3 separate regions of the Mus musculus genome follow, and regions 2 and 3 are each linked to region 1. A link is a contact called in public promoter capture Hi-C data. All regions are on one chromosome and are shown on one strand. Each heading gives the region's core, a stretch centred on a gene start, on an enhancer-like site or on the middle of the called end of the contact. The rest is flanking DNA. Distances are from core to core; before and after follow the strand shown. Region 1 holds the start of Hpse (heparanase). Region 2 holds the start of Gpat3 (glycerol-3-phosphate acyltransferase 3). Region 3 holds the start of Abraxas1 (BRCA1 A complex subunit).

Region 1 (3,323 bases), core at 433-2,932:
TGGATGAAACCCAGGATTTTGTGTATGCTAGGCAAGACGAAACAATTAGCTTAACCTTCAAGCTTTGTAAGAAGCACCAACTCTCTCAAGCCATTACAGAAATCCAATGAGTCAGATTGGAGAAAACAGGGTAGTTGGACTACCAGACCCTTAGCCATGGGGATGAATCTGTGTGAGATCTGCAGTGATGCCAGATAGTGTGGGCTTGGACATGCGATCGAAGTCTAGGCCTTTGACAATGGTGACAGAATGGGCTGGTGAAGATGTAGTCAGCTGAGTGTGGTGGCCCTCAAGAGGCAGGGAGATCAAAAGTTCAAGGTCAGCCTTCAATAGTGGTTACACAATGTCAAAAACAACAAAGGACGTGGTCATCTCTGGAGGCTCCCAAGTTTAGAAGGCCTATGACTGTGCCTGAGCCTTTCATCTTGGGGACAGTCTGCACTCACGGAACAGGGGCCAGAGATGTGGTTCCTGCAGTTGATGAGGCAGCCTCCGCTCTGCACCCTCATCTTGGAGAATCGTGCCTCTATGGTGTTTTTATTAGCATATATTAATTATACATAATAATGGGGTTTCGTCACGACATCTTCAAATGTGTATAAAGTGTATTTTTGGTCATATTCTCTCCTGTCTGTCCCACTGACCTCTATCATTTTCCCAGTCAGTCAGTCAGTCAGTCTCCGGCTCCTTTCTCCATCTCTCTCTCTCCTCCCTCCACTCCTATTCAGTCCAGTCTACCCTCAAACTTGCTACGTTGCTAAAGATCGCCGTTAACTCCTGATCCTCCTACACCTACTTCCCAAGTGCCAGTCTGCAAGTGTGTGCCCATGCCAGGGATTACACAGCTCTGGGGATGGATGCAGGTCTTCTTGCATGCGAGGTACACAGTCCATTAACTGTATCACACCCAGCCCAGTAATGTTTAAATGCTTAAAAGGCAGCAAGATGAATAATGGTTCTTCTCCATAGAGGCTTTTCCTATCTTTTCTTTCTTCCTCTTTTAAATCAAAACTTCCTAACAGAGTTTAAGGGACACCAGCTTACTGGTCTTACACTGAAGCAAAATTCAAAGGCTCCAGACAAAGTGCTAAGGTTTATGACAGCTTCGTTTGTTTTGTTTTTGTTTTCCTCCAAATTTCCACTTCATACCTGGACCTGGCTGGTGCCCAGGCAACAAGCGCTGAGTAAATGAATCAGGAAAAGTCTTTTGAGGGGTGAGTGCACACAGGAGGGAGGCTCCAGAGAGCAAACACAAAGTTGTTTGAGCGAAGAGAGTGGCTGGCCCTCGCGAGTGTGATTGGACAGGCGAGGGGGAGCCGAGGACAGACGAAGGGACAGAACCTAGGGGCTGCACTTACCCCAGGAAGGTGAGGAAGCGCGGGTCGGTGGCCAGGCTGGCGTCGATGGTGATGGACAGGAACGAGGGACTCACGCTTCGGAGCGGCCGCTTGGTGTAAAACTCCAAGTCTACCACGTCGTCGGTCGGCGCGGTCCCCGCGGGGGCGCCCTGGGCCAGGGCACCGAGCGGCCCCCAGAGCCACAGCAGCAGCAGCCTCAGCATCCCACCTGGCTGGACCGCCCGCTGCCGGGAGAGCTGGGGCAGCCGGCGCGCTGGCTCAAGCCCCCTGCAACCGGTCCTGCTTCGCCTCTGGCGCCAGGACTCAGTACCCTCCCACAGCGCTCCATCCCTCCCACCCCTCCCGGGAGTCCCTCCCTAGCGCCCTCCCCTCCCCGCCCTCCCCTCCTCGCTCTCTTTCATTTCCGTGCTGGCTTTCCCCTCCGCCGCGGTCACGTCCACTTTTGAAATCATCCACACCCATCCAAAGGGTGCGGAGGTGGCCAGAATCCAAGATCCTCGGAGGCCTGGGGAGGGAGCGCCCGGGAGCCGCGCAGGGGTGGGACCAGCTTCCTGGTGTCCTGCGCACTCTGTCACCTTTTCTAGGTCCCATCCATTTGGCGCCAGGACTAGACCCTGAGTTAAAAGCCCCGGTTGAGGGTTCAGCCAGACCCTACCCCGACTCCCTTCTGCCTTAAGACACTGGTCACTTGAGCCTGCCCAAATCTGACCGAGCTAGGATGTCCTCTGCCCAGGATCTCAGGTATCTCTTTGTCGCTTGAAAAACCTGATCCGAGCATTGGCTAAAATGCAACTAGAAATCGGTCCTTGCACGGGGGTGGTGGTGATGGTGGTGGGGACCCTGTTTTTAAAGCAGTATTATGAAAACAGTATTTGGGAGAGCCTGCCTAAGAGTTGCTCTGAGGCTTGGCCAACCGCTAAAACCCAGCAAGAAGCCCCCAAGCAACTACCCTTGGAATCCTGAGCAACCCCTCCCCCAAACCCATCTTTTGCGGTTGCTGCAACTTTTGTTTTCCCTTGACATTTTACACTGGTATATAATGATAGCAAACAAGTGCTGAAGCTTGTGTGTGTGTGTGTGTGTGTGTGTGTGTGTGTGTTACCATGAAAGAAGCTTGAACCATGCTACACACACACACACACACACACACACACACACTCACACACACCAATCTGCCCAAGCATCAGCGCTAGCTGAACTCAGGTGTACAAGGCCAAGCAGATGGCAGCCTGTCTCTGCTGCTTTGCAGTCCCCTTGAGGAAGCTTTCCTGAGCTTCCAGGCAGCTGAGGCTCCCCAGTGTGAGGTCTCACCACACATTTCACATAGCACACACAGCAAGCATCCTCCCAGTATCCTCCATGTTAGAACTGTCTACACTTGTGATGTTGCTCATTGCTTGCTCACCTTATCTCTGGGCTTAAAAAGTCCTCCGAAGCAGAGATGGGGCCTGTGGGATACCCATGGCAGAGATGGGGCCTGTGGGATACCCATGGCATGCTCATACGTGGTACTGTGCTTGGTCTTTAGTAGGTAATCCATTCATATTTACTGAGTAAGCCAATGACACTTACATTTTTCCGTTTAGATTGCACCAACAGCAAAGCAATAAATAATAACGAATTTTTAATGAAATGTATATCTAATCTGCACCCATCTGTCTGTCTGGGTGATTTAAAAATTACCTGCCTAGTTAATGCTTTGACCTGCATTGAGTTGATATGCTATAGCCATAGGATGTAAAAAGAAAATTGTCATGGTAACAGACAACTGTCCAGGGTGTATAATCTTATGGAAGGGGGACTCAGATGATGGGGCCTTTTCCCATCTGTGTTGTGACATGATTTCACCTGTCACCTCCCTCCCAGTGTCATGGCGTGAAGCTATAGCAATTCCTTTGGAGTATTTGGGTGTTTTGGAAAGGAGCTCACTGCAAGCTCTCCATGTCCCCCCATTTCTGACCTCCT
Region 2 (3,323 bases), core at 348-2,847, 130 kb after region 1:
TAACTATATAAACCACACATGCGCTCAGAGATATGTTGGCCAGCTTCCAGTTTCCTTCTGCACATACATAGAGGTTTATTTGATTTTTAGATGGTGTCTAAGAAAGCCCATGCTGGACTTGAACTCCTGATCCTCTTGTTTCTATTTCTTAAGCGCTGGGGTTACAGGTTTTCCACATAATGCCTGGTAGATGCTTTTCAAAAAATAATTTTTGTTACGTTTTATTTATTTTGTGTGTGTGGGGAGGCATGCCACCGAGCACAGGTGGGCAGGAGATAAATTGGTTCTCCCCTTATACGGGGGGGGGGGGGGGGGGTAGTGGTGGTGTCCAAAGATTGACGGGTCATCCTAGCTGACTGGCATCAGGCAACTTTGTTGATGAGCCACCTCAATGACCCCAGAAGCTGTTTTGAGAGTAAGCTCCGTTTCCTTCATAACTTCATTGTCCTCCCCTTCCCCCTTCTTAGTGGGAAAAGTGTCTTACACCTACCTGGCAGGAGGCTCAGAGAACAAACTTGTACAGTCTTTAAGGCCGGCTTCCTTCTTCCTCCACCCCTTCTGGAGGTGAGGGCAGCTTTCTCTGCAATATTTGCTGTAAATACTTTCAGTTCATTTTGCTAGCTCTCTCACTTTTTCCAGCTCCCAAACTGACTCCCGACTGTCAACAGTAAGAGTTTGGTCCTTCTAAGAATTGAGGGCCGACTCGGTGATGGTTTGGATCCTAGTCAGTCGCTTTGCAAACTGCTGCTCTCAATATCTTTTCTCACGCTTATTGTTAAAACTGGTTGTCCTGCAGTGGAATACGCGTGCAGGATTTTCCCTTCTTCGTTCTAGTAAGGCCGTTCATCACAGCGGCGTGGGACGTGGACCCCTGAGAAACTCTTAGCCAGTTAGGTGAAGGTTAGTATTTGCGCAGCGTTTTCTGCAGTCGGTGTAGGCGGATGCTAGGGAAGCTTAGACTGGAATCTCCTCCAGGGAGGGGAGTGACAAACAGCCTCTAGGGTGTCCTGTCCTCCCCTCCCCCTCGCCCGCTCACCGGTCCGCCTGCCCTTTTAAAGCAAGGTCTATAAAGGATCTACCTATTTAGTCTTAAGCTGACTGTTGGAACTCAAAACAGCCCAGACCCATCTCCTCGGAATTCTCCAGTCGCAGATTCCCGAGCGTAAGTGCTGGAATTCCAGTCTTCTGCGACACAACCGCTTGGAATTTCTGGGTCTATTTTGTGGCTAGAGAGGTGGTGGCAGAGTGGCTAAGGCGACTTGTGGAGAGAGAGAAAGCGGGCGAGCTTTCTTTCCCTGACTGCAGCTAGGAAGGAGGTAAGAGAGAGCCACGAGCCACGGTGCGCGACTGCCTCACCCTTGTTCAGTAGTTTCCTCCTCCCGAAAGCCCTTCCCAGGAGGTCGTGTTGCAGGCTCACAAACAAGATCTTCCGCAGCGATCGGGGACGTCAGCGGTCCGTTCTGTGGGTGAAGATGGAAAGTCTGCTACCGAAAGAACCTTTGCTGGGAGTGCGGGGGGGCGGGGCGGAGGGCGGCGGCTCTCTAGGCAGCAGCGCCCGGGAGACGCGGTCATGCCCCGGAGCTCCCTGTTGGGTGGCGATGGGGGTGGGGCAAGGGTAGAGTGTAGAAAAAGGGAGCCCGGCGCCCGAAAGCCACTGGCTACCCGCATAGCCCGCAGCCCACGCCGAGGTGCAGGGAACCTGCGGGGATCCTCGCTGCCGGAGGGCCTCGGTGAGTCACCGCGGGGTTGTCGCAATCGTTACCCGGAGGAAATCAGGCCCGGGGTGGGGCGCGTTCCTGGCTGCCTCCATGCACTCTGACTGCACTAGGGTGTCCCGTAGGTCACCCAGCTGGGTCTTCTCGCCAGAGACACTCAGGTCTGAGCCGGCTGCCGTGGCTACAGCTTGGCCTGGGCCTCCAGTAGAGAGTGAGCTTGCGGGGCCAACCGGGACCCAAGGGGAGGAAGCAAGGAGATCGCAGTAGTTCTGAGAGTTCTCGCCTTCCCTTTCCTCTTCGCTCCGCAGAGCTGAAGGGAACGAGGCGGGCGGCAAAGACTCCTCAGAGCCCGGCTCCGGGCTGGACGCTGTGTTTTCCGAACTGCGGCTGGACTGCCTGGGACTCTGACACCTACCGCTCTCGGCTTTCCTGGGGACCTCTTCCTGAGGGCGTGCTGAGACATGGAGGGCGCAGACCTGGCGGTGAAGCTCCTGTCCACCTGGCTGACGCTGGTGGGCGGCCTCATCCTTTTACCCTCGGCCTTCGGATTATCCCTGGGTATCTCGGAGATCTACATGAAGATCCTGGTGAAAACCTTGGAGGTGAGTGCAGGAAAGGATGTGGAGCTCCCGCTGCTCTGAGGACTTCGGATCTTGGAGTGGCAGGGGTTGAGCTTTGAACTGTGAAAGCAATTTGGGCAAGGGGGTCAGTCAGTGGTGGGAGGTCGGGGTGGAGATGGAACGGGGACCCGAGAGAATATTTCAGTTTCTGGTCTGCTGTAGTGAGAAAGACAGCCTGATACCAGTCAAGAACAGTAGCCCACCTCACAAGAATCCCTCTATCTGTATTTCTTCTTCACTACTATTTTTTTTTTTTTTTTTTTTTTTTTCTTACTAGATTAACCCCAGGACAGCCGTTTGCTGTATCAGCAGGTTTATTACCCACTATGCCTCTCGGGCTGTCACTTCACTCTTGAGTTTTTACAGCCCCAGGTTTCAGAGGTCCTTTTGTGACTACAGAGGCATCCTGTTCCACTTGGTGCCCAATATAAGACACCAAATGGCTGGGTGGCAGAGAAGAATCTGATTTTTTTTTTTTTTTTTTTTTTTTTTTTTTTTTTTTTTGGTTTTTCTGGACAGGGTTTCTCTGTGTAGCCCTGGTTGTCCTGGAACTCACTCTGTAGACCAGGCTGGTCTCGAACTCAGAAATCTGCCTGCCTCTCTGCCTCCCGAGCCTCCCGAGTGCCCGGCTGAAGAATCAGATTTTATTTTAATGTAGTCACGGGGATTTTTATCTAATCAGGTGCACTGGAATACTATCCCAAAGGTTTCTGGTCCTGGGTTTGTTTGCAGATTTCAAGGACAAAGGTGTTAGATCCAACTGAGTGGAGGGACAGGAGGGACGACATCAGCATAAGCTTATACACTCTTTTTTAGTAAAATTTAGAAGGCCACTCCAGGCCGGGAGGCAAGTGATGTGAGAATCGGAGTTCAGACGTTTGCTTGAGTTAAGTGTGACAACAGTGAATGCAGAGGCTCTGTAGGCTGTACAGCTTTGCATTGGTTTGGTACCCAAATCTCATCCCTGTTTCTCTGTATCTGATCTAGC
Region 3 (3,323 bases), core at 335-2,834, 100 kb after region 1:
GTTTTTTCTTTGGGTGCATTTAAAGATCAAGTGAACTCTTCTATTCATTAAAATTGGTTTATAATGCCCTGCCTCCATTTCATCAAAATAATCGAACGACCAACCAAACAAACATAGGAATGTCCCAGTCTTTTAACAGAATCAAGTGGGTAAAAATCTGCAATTGCAAATGTTCTTGATTTTGATACTCCCAATGTTAAAAACTAGGAAAAGTACCAGTCAATTCTAAGTACAATTATTCAGAAACCAACTCTAAAAACTTTAGTTGAGCTGGAGGGACGATTCAGTCATTAAGAGCAGTGGCTGCTCTTGCAAAAGAACAGGATTTAGTTCTCAGCGCCCACATCTTTATCTCCCATTAAGTTCCAGGGGATGTTATGCCCTCTTCTGGTCTACTTGGGCACTGCCCATGTGTGATCCACAGATGCTCAGTAAATGACTCTTCAAACAAACAAACAAAAGTTAAAATATCTGAGAAACTAGGGTCAAACACCAAGATGTAGTGTACAAGGGCTAATCCTATAAACTACAGACTTAGGGCAGTTTACTTATGTTCACGCTAAACATCTTCTAAAATAAGTCCCACAGATACACACACACACGTGTTTGTGTTTAGTATGAAGTTTGTGTATCATCCTCCCGTAGAGCCATGCTAATGTATCATCCCATTATGTGCTGCCCGGTGAGTACCTCGCGCATTCAAAGATGTCATTTGTTTCCCCCTGGTATTTTGATGTACTGCACATCAAAATCATTGTACACTCCTATCACTGGGACTGTGCTGAGAAGCAATTTAGGCAACGCAGATCTGACACTTAAAGCGAAGGACTCAACAGTTCAAATACCTTACTCCACACTGTTCAGTATGGTGCTCTCTGCACTGTATTCGTGCAGACCCCAAACTCATTTTAGATGTTTCTAGTTTCTTTCTTTATGTTACTAAGAACTTAATACAAGATGCTACTGCCAGACCTCAAAGTTTTACGGTAAGTTTTTAATCTACCAAAAAAAAAAAAAAAAGCCTTAAAATTTGTTTTCAATGTCACTCACGGGCTTCGAAAGGAGGCAAAGGCTTAAAAATGCATTTACACATCTGATCCTGGACAAGGTGCGTTTGTAACGGAAAGTAGCACAGAAATAGCCGGATCTTACAGCCTCATGCCAGGGTAGCCCTACAACTAGCCAGCCCCTTGCGGCTGGGTGCGGGGTCTGGCTCGCCCCTGCTCGTCCTCCCGAGCCTCGCGACGCTCACGCGCTGCGAGTAGGACCCGGCGCCGGGATCCTTCGCACAGCAGGGTAGCGAGGCAGGTAAGCTGCCCGACTTTCGTCGCCGAGCCGGAGGCCCCGGGGAACTTTCCTCCAAGCCCAAGGGCGAGCAGAGAAAAAGGGCCCGGATGAGAGCCCGGGAGGGCGCCCTGCTCCGCGAACCCACGGAGCGAGCGGGGACTGCGGGCGGGGTCGGCAGCCGCGCCCGGCTCACCGTGTCTGAGTCTGTGTTGAGATGATGGAAAGTGAGCGCGCCGAGCACGAAGCCAGACAGCACCCCCAACGTGCTCTCGCCCTCCATACTGCCGCCTCGGTCGCTGCCGCCACAGCCACTATCGCGGAGCATGACGGGAGGCTGGAGCGTAGGGGCGGGGCTTGAGCCTGCGCACCGGGAGACGCGGGTTGTAGGGAGCGCGGTGTCCTCTAGCCGGGTAGGGTGCTTCTTTCATCAGCTTGGCTGAGACACCTGCAGCATGCATGGAAAACACTGTTTATGCATAGTTTAAGGCTACTAATGGTTGTAAAAATAAGAATCGCTTAGCAATATTTTAATACCACGGATATGTCTTTTTGGGGTTTCCACTGCCCTTCATCTATTGGAACTTATGGAAGATCAATAACCAGTGGTGGGTGGGAATTATCTTCTCTAGAGTATTCCCGCTGTGTTGCGTTATTCTGTCTGTGTGTATTTGATTCTTTGGTTTGTTTGCTTGCAATTATAAAGTTATGAACTGAGTCTAGTTTAAAGACTATGTATGTTTATAACATTGTGAAAGTTCAATGATAAGCACGAACATATTGTGTTGGATCATTTGATATGACTAAAGTAAGTGAGAAGGTGAGGGATTGACATGTATTTCACACGTGTCATACACAATTTAAAAAGCCGATGGTTTTTAAATAATTGAAACTTGGCAAAGTGGCATGCTCCTGAATTGCATTAGTATTGCATGTCTCAGTTTTGTTGTGCAATAGCCAGGATTAGCTTGTCAGTGGCAACATGGAAGAAGTCACAGCTCCACTCTGTGGTCACTAATAGCTTGTGGAGTTCTCCTCCCCCTAGGAAAGGAGAATTTATAGAATACATATGTATAGTGCCGGGCGGTGGTGGCCCACGCCTTTAATCCCAGCACTCGGGAGGCAGAGGCAGGCGGATTTCTGAGTTCAAGGCCAGCCTGGTCTACAGTGAGTTCCAGGACAGCCAGGGCTACACAGAGAAACCCTGTCTCAAAAAACCAAAAAAAAAAAAAAAAAAAAGAAAAAAAAGAAAAACATATGTATAATACATATGTATTATAGAATGTGTATGTATTAATATATATTCCGTGGTACTATCATATGTATCACATATATAATTATACATAATACATGTAAAGGCCCATGGTATTTAGTTTTCATTACATGAGCTAGCCACCAGAGTTCAAGGCTGGTTGTGACAGGAGAATAAAGACAACAGTCCTAGATGACAAAGATCCTACCCAGCACGTACATTTCCCACCCTTTGACCTCGGCACCTCCCCCCCCCTTGTGAAGGAGTTCTCATGTACCCGAGTTCCCTAATATGCAAGTTTGAGGGGAGAAATAGTTTCCCACATCTCAGAATACAAAGTCTTGAATAAACCCGATTTCCTTCCACCAACTCTCATTCTCTGAATATTAGCTTTTAAGTATGGAGCAGATGACCTTGGGTGTGGTGACATTTCTGCTGAATATTAATTGCTTTTCTGTTGCTGTGATAAACCACCATGACCAAGGAACCTTACGGAAGGGACGGTTTATTTGGGCTTACACATCCAGAGGGATAGGAGCCCATCACCGTCACAGCAGGGAGCCTGGCAAGCAGCAGGCAGGCATGGTACAGCAAGCAGAGGACACCCTGAACCTCGAGAAAGATGCAGAGAGAGCAAACTAAAATTGGCACAAGTCTTTTAATTCTCAAAGCCTGCCCCCAGTGACTCCTTCAGCAAGACCACACCTCCTGAACCTATCCAAATGGTGCCACCAACCAGAAACTATTCAGATTTCTAGACTGTGTGGGCATATCTTTGAGACCATCA

What was found. Promoter capture Hi-C pulls out the DNA fragments that hold promoters and counts their contacts.
Region 2: a promoter capture Hi-C map of embryonic stem cells shows a contact between it and region 1. The contact joins the promoter of Gpat3 here to the promoter of Hpse in region 1. A contact is called at or near these places in 3 of 39 promoter capture datasets (the C10 cell line, embryonic stem cells and pre-B cells), 4 of 484 Hi-C or Micro-C datasets (embryonic stem cells and nephron progenitors), 5 of 115 datasets of contacts at active chromatin or transcription factors (bone marrow-derived macrophages, effector CD8 T cells, embryonic stem cells and 2 more) and 3 of 9 other capture datasets (adipose tissue, liver and pancreatic islet).
Region 3: a contact with region 1 is called in a promoter capture Hi-C map of macrophages, with 6 read pairs. The contact joins the promoter of Abraxas1 here to the promoter of Hpse in region 1. A contact is called at or near these places in 2 of 39 promoter capture datasets (the C10 cell line and macrophages), 2 of 484 Hi-C or Micro-C datasets (embryonic stem cells and nephron progenitors), 6 of 115 datasets of contacts at active chromatin or transcription factors (the 230-238 cell line, bone marrow-derived macrophages, effector CD8 T cells and 2 more) and 3 of 9 other capture datasets (adipose tissue, liver and macrophages).

Annotation. Positions count from the first base shown.
Region 1 is chr5:100,718,034-100,721,356 of GRCm38.p6, forward strand. It overlaps Hpse (heparanase), which reads right to left and starts at 1,683. Exons shown (of 12, transcript NM_152803.5): 1 at 1,359-1,683. The coding sequence starts at 1,561.
Region 2 is chr5:100,844,632-100,847,954 of GRCm38.p6, forward strand. It overlaps Gpat3 (glycerol-3-phosphate acyltransferase 3), which reads left to right and starts at 1,598. Exons shown (of 13, transcript NM_172715.3): 1 at 1,598-1,730; 2 at 2,024-2,317. The coding sequence starts at 2,177. It overlaps Gm46917 (a long non-coding RNA gene), which reads left to right and starts at 2,928. Exons shown (of 2, transcript XR_001784903.1): 1 at 2,928-3,323. It also overlaps a transcript of Abraxas1 not described here.
Region 3 is chr5:100,819,351-100,822,673 of GRCm38.p6, forward strand. It overlaps Abraxas1 (BRCA1 A complex subunit), which reads right to left and starts at 1,585. Exons shown (of 9, transcript NM_172405.3): 1 at 1,481-1,585. The coding sequence starts at 1,567.